2 separate regions of the Mus musculus genome follow, and region 2 is linked to region 1. The links are chromatin contacts, called in public Hi-C maps. All regions are on one chromosome and are shown on one strand. The core of a region is the stretch at or near the end of the contact, and the rest is flanking DNA. Distances in the headings are between cores, read along the strand shown.

What was found. Hi-C and Micro-C count contacts between places; a contact is called where the count stands out from the background.
Region 2: a Hi-C map of bone marrow-derived macrophages shows a contact between it and region 1, with 21 read pairs. The contact joins two enhancer-like sites. A contact is called at or near these places in 1 of 484 Hi-C or Micro-C datasets (bone marrow-derived macrophages) and 2 of 9 other capture datasets (adipose tissue and liver).

The regions. Positions count from the first base shown.
Region 1 is chr3:108,679,316-108,681,995 of GRCm38.p6, forward strand. Gpsm2 (G-protein signalling modulator 2 (AGS3-like, C. elegans)) reads right to left here. Exons shown (of 15, transcript NM_029522.2): 15 at 1-488. The coding sequence ends at 264. Among named protein-coding and RNA genes, the nearest start is that of Clcc1, 27 kb to the left of the region's middle. Within about 2 kb of position 1,301, at least 7 of the 459 cell types and tissues checked have an H3K27ac peak or open chromatin away from gene starts, as enhancers often do. A contact at or near this core is called in bone marrow-derived macrophages, where this site is marked.
Region 2 is chr3:108,956,890-108,959,569 of GRCm38.p6, forward strand. It overlaps Henmt1 (HEN1 methyltransferase homolog 1 (Arabidopsis)), which reads left to right. Exons shown (of 8, transcript NM_025723.2): 6 at 726-905; 7 at 1,653-1,830. Among named protein-coding and RNA genes, the nearest start is that of Henmt1, 18 kb to the left of the region's middle. Within about 2 kb of position 1,307, at least 19 of the 459 cell types and tissues checked have an H3K27ac peak or open chromatin away from gene starts, as enhancers often do. A contact at or near this core is called in bone marrow-derived macrophages, where this site is marked.

The DNA.
Region 1 (2,680 bases), core at 51-2,550:
CTAATGTAGGAGTCATTTAAATCCCTATTACACAAACCCTAGCCAAGGAATCTAGTCACGCACACAGAATCTCAAGGTCAGTTAAGCTGACGGAGCACCTTACAGGACGTTCTGCCCTGAGACAGAAGAATGTCAGTCCCTCAGTACTCAACATTCACACCCTAAAAATGTGGTGACTGCTACAGTGGCGAGCTCCCTGCAGTGTCCTGAGGGGACCAGTCCTTTTCTTCAGTAGGTTACCACACCATCCTGTGGTTTGCTAGTTATTTTCCCGAATGCTTAAATTCCAACAAAGCGTTATTTTGCAAAAGTTCCTTTAGTCCAAACTCACTGTCTCTGTTTGGATCTCTTTGCAGCAGAACTCTCTGCTCATCCATTCTTTTAGCTTGAGAGCGTAAGATGAGGCTAAAGAAGTCCTCATCCGGGACAGTCGGCCCCTTAGTGGCAGCAGATGGAGGAGCACATCTTTGATCATCTAATCTTGACCCCTAAAGATGGAGACAAATTGAAACATAACAGTCAGAAAGGAGAATGCCAAGCTGTATCATCTGTTCGAAGTTAGATCCATAAGCATTTCTTTTAGCTTTTTTCAGAAAGTTGTCTTCAGACCCGAAACTTGATAGAATGGGACTAAAGCAAGTAGTATGGAGAAATGGGCTTCGTAAGTATATTATACTACTACAGCTGGTCACAAATGATTTGACACTAAAATGTCAGGTATGACAGTTTCAAAATTAAAATCTTCTCTTTATAATGTGTTTCTAGAATGGCCTAGGCCAGGGGGCCAACAAATTATAATCTACTGCCTATGTTTGAAGCTGTTTGCACAAATGATTCAAATGGCAACCCAGAAGGGTTTTTTGGTTTTTGTTTTTTGTATTTTTTTTTGGTTTTTCGAGACAGGGTTTCTCTGTGTAGCCCTGGCTGTCCTCAAACTCAGAAATCTGCCTGCCTCAGCTTCTCAAGGGCTGGGATCAAAGGCGAGTGCCACCACGGCCCAGCAGAGGGTTTTTTTTCCTAAAAAAACAGCAGTTGTATACAAAACAGATGTTCCCCAAGTCACTACCTATTCTGACCACCCACTAGCCCTTCAACCTTTACTTTTTCTTCATAGTACCACTGCCACACTGTCTCTTGCTTGCCTGTGGAGAGCCTTTTGGGGTGCCGCTTGGCAGGAGTCTGACACTGGCCAAGGACAAGGAAATGGGCTTCAGGCAGGAATCTGACATTGCCCATGACAGGGACATAAGCTCAGGCAGGAACTGGCATTAGGATATGCTAAGGAAGTAAGTTTCTGCAAGAATCTAACTTTAGGCTATAATGGGGAAGTAGGGTAAGGCAGGAATTTTAATCTTCGGGTGCAACAAAAGAAGTAGGCTTCAGGCAAGATTTTGGGCTTGGACAAGGAAGTGGGCCCAAGTATTTCGGTCATTCTGACAAGCTCTTTTAAACAACTGTCACGGGAGTATCACGGGACTTTGCCCACTGCCTTGCTAGTTCCTTATTGTACTGCTCACCCTTAATACTTGCATGTAACTAAAATGGTATAAAAAATGGACTGGGAAAATTAAATTTGCCTTCAGTCTCAGAATTGACTGGGGTCATGCTACAAAACTGTCTTTTTTTCTTTTTAATCCTCACTCCCGCGCTGGAGAACCTGTTGACTGAGCGGGCTTGGTCGCTTGCTCTTTGTACACACTTTTGACTTTCCACTTAGATGCATGATGCAAGAGCATCCTGGTGCCCCAAATCGTCCCTGTAACAAAGGCATTTAGTGGCCTTCTGAATGACAGGCAAGTAAATAATGCCTGATCCACAAAGAGCCCTGTGGGACAGTAGACCATGCCAGGAAACGTGGGATGGTTGAGCGGGTTCAGAGTCCCCAACACCCAGGCACCTACCTGAGACTGTAGGGGTGTCCCTCCTCCCTATTGGATTCCTGGCCTAGAACATGTGCCACACCTCTCACACGTGAACCAAAACAGTTCTCCATGCTAATGAGGTACCTAGAGACCCTGAGGGTTTACCCAATAGGCTTCCCTCCCTAGACACTCCTCCTTGCAAAAGGTATTTAATTTCTGGCCCACCCTGAGGAGTTGGTTTGGTACGGTATGTACCCATTTTCCACACTGAACAGTCAATAAACATGGATAAACGTGGACTGTCTATCTGCTGTGGGGAGCATGGAGAAAGCCTTTGATACCAAGCCACATCCTGCAGAAGGCCTCTGTGCTCCCAGACAACCACTGCTAAGCTAAGGACTTTCACCAGTGAACTAAGCTGGAGCTCCCACCCTCAGCATCCTCAGCCTGCAGGCCTCCAATTCTGTTTCTAACCCTTGAGATCCAGCAGCGCCTGGATGTCCAAGAGTTTGGGAGCATCCAGTCCTGGCCAGCCTCTTCGTGGCCTGAGGACTTCATTCCCAGCTTTTCTGCAGTTTCCCAGCAGTGACTGGATACCCAGGAGTCAAGGAACCCCAAGCTTTGGCCTCCCATATCCTAGGCTGCGTTTTCCCACCCCTTGAGTGGTGTCTTGGCACCTCCCTAAAGGCCAGCACCCAACAGCAGCACAGGCCACCAACAGCAGCACAGGCCACCAACAGCAGCACAGGCCACCAACAGCAGCACAGGCCACCAACAGCAGCACAGGCCACCAACAGCAGCCCAGGCCACTCCACAGA
Region 2 (2,680 bases), core at 57-2,556, 280 kb after region 1:
GATTGTGTCTGTGAGGACAGGGGATCTGAACTGAGGTCCAAGCATGTCCACAAGTGTGTGTGAGTTCAGGTGCCTCTGGAAGCTGGAAGAAGGTGTGAGCTACCCTGGGTCTGGAGTTACAGGTGGCCGTTTGTCACCTGACACGGGTTCTAGAAACCAAACTCGGATCCCCTGTAAGAGCGATATGTGCTCAGAATTGCTGCACTCTCTCTGCAGCTGCCTGGGAATGCATTTTTGAATAGCGCATATAGCAGTAATGTTGTGTTCTTGGGGCAAATCAAGGACTATACAAACTCAGATGCTTTGAAAAAGGAATACCAGCCGCGCAAGGTGGCACATGCCTTTAATCCCAGCCCTCAGGAGGCAGAGGCAGGCAGATTTTTGAGTTCGAGGCCAGCCTGGTCTACAAAGTGAGATCCAGGACAGCCAGGGCTATACAGAGAAACCCTGTCTCGAAAAACTATTTAAATAAATAAATAAATAAGGAGTACTGCTATGAGTTCTATAGAATGCAGCAGAAATCTTAGTTGGCGGATCATCCTGAACGGAGCTGGGAGTGGGAAGGGTTCAGACATAAAAACAATTGTTCATGGGTTCAGGACTGTTGCATTATCAAAGGACTGAGAAATCAATATTCAGGTAGGAATTATTTTTACTCATTACATTAATATTCAACCAGGGAAGTGAAGCCACATTAATTTCATCTTTGTTATTAACCACTTTAGAATAGAACACTTGGATTCAGATGATCTGGCCAGATTTCCTGATGTGGTTTTTGGATACCTGTCACCAGCCATGGTTGTCATCAGCACCCCAAATGCTGAATTCAACCCCCTGTTTCCTACAGTCACCCTGAGGGACGCCGACCATAAATTTGAGTGGAGCAGAATGGAGTTTCAGACCTGGTAAGTTCAGAAGGTTTTTTGTTTGTTTGGTTGTTTGTTTGTTTTGGTTGGAACCCTGTTATAGGAAATAAGCTTTGATATGTCTGTCTTACCTAAGCTGTTTCTTACTTCATTCCAGCAAGGTCTCCATGTGTGACTTACAAGGTAGTGAGAGCACAAGGAAAGCCGCAGGAGGAGAGTGTGTGCCTACTAGATGTCTTTAAGAGGCACTGCAGTGTTGGCATAGGATGAGGGCCAAAATGGGGAAGGTCTGGGCTGTGAGGGGTGACTTCTTGGTTTGTGCACTATTTTTTTTTTTTTTTTTTTTTTGGTAAATTCCAAATGTGCATAGTTTAGGCTGAAGTCTTTGAGATCTCCTCACCCACCCCTACTCTCTGTCTGACCCATAGCTTCCCTTTCTTCTTCCTATAGTGACTCAGAAGCTGAAAATGTGCCTTTGTTCCCTACAGAAAGTGAAATATCCTGTGCATGCACAGGGATCTGTAACTTTAGATCTTTTTTTATTTGAGGTGGTCTCTCCTTATATAGCTCAGGCTAGCTTTAAACTCCCAACCCTCTGCTTCTTCAGTCTGAGTGGCCTGATAGGCACCCACCACCATGCCTGGCTTAGAAATTCTCTGATTCGTCATATTTCCGTGTTTCCTAACACCGCTGACAAGAAGGCGCTTAGGAATCGTTTGTTTGATAAACTGTTTGGCCATACCTGTATGTTCAGAGAAGTGGTTTCACTCTGTTGTTTGATTTCAGGGCTTTACACGTGGCAAACTGCTACAATTACCGTGTGGAGTTTACTGGGGTAGGGACACCGCCAGCTGGATCTGAGCATGTTGGATATTGTACCCAGATAGGTGTCTTTACAAAGAATGGCGGGAAGCTCTCTAAACCTTCGGTTTCCCAGCAGTGTGACCAGCACGTTTATAAACCTGTGAGTATTCTCCTGAGCTAGCTGTCAGGGAGAGGAGTCTGTGGGTCAGTGTGACGGACAGTGGGGATGAGGGCAACTTCTATGAAGACTACCACTGCTCCTCCCTCCCTCCGTCCTTCCCTCCTTCCCTCCCTCCTCCCTTCTTCCCTCCGTCTTCCTTCCCTCCCTCATTCCTTTCCTCTACTTCTCCTTTTCTCTTTCCTTCTTCTTCTCCCCCTTTCTTCTTCTTTTGGTACTGGTTCACAAAGTAGAAAGGGGTATAAATGGTTGTTTTGTTTTGTTTTTAATTTTTATTTCTCTCTGTCTTCTCTCCCTTTCTGTCTTTCTTTTTTGACAGGGTCTCACTCTGTACCCCCAGCTGGCCTAGACTTGCTATGTAGACCAGACTGGCCTTGAACACATACAGATCTCCTATCTCTACTTCTCATGTGCCAGGATTAAAATCGTGCATCACCACACCTGGCTAAATGACCTAATTTTGAGGTTCCTCATAGAAAGATCCTTCAGGCTGGATGAGTGTTGGCCGGGTTGGCCTATGGCACACTTTCAGAGTGCCTGGCCCCTCATCTTATCTTTCAAAAGAATACATTCTTCATTTGGTGGAATCATTTTCATTTACTCTTAATTTTTCTTTTGCTTGTGTTTCACTTCATTGTCTGGAGTGGCCTGGCTCTCTTGGCTCAGCAGCTGTCCTGCCTGAGCCTCTCAGGGAGCTGGGGTTAGAGGTGAGCATCACTGCTTCTCGATTGGACCATTTTCCCTTTTTACACGGATCACCATGCAATATCAAGTAAAAACACTGGGTTATGGGTTCGATCTAGCCCACAACCATCTGTTTAACTCTAGTCTC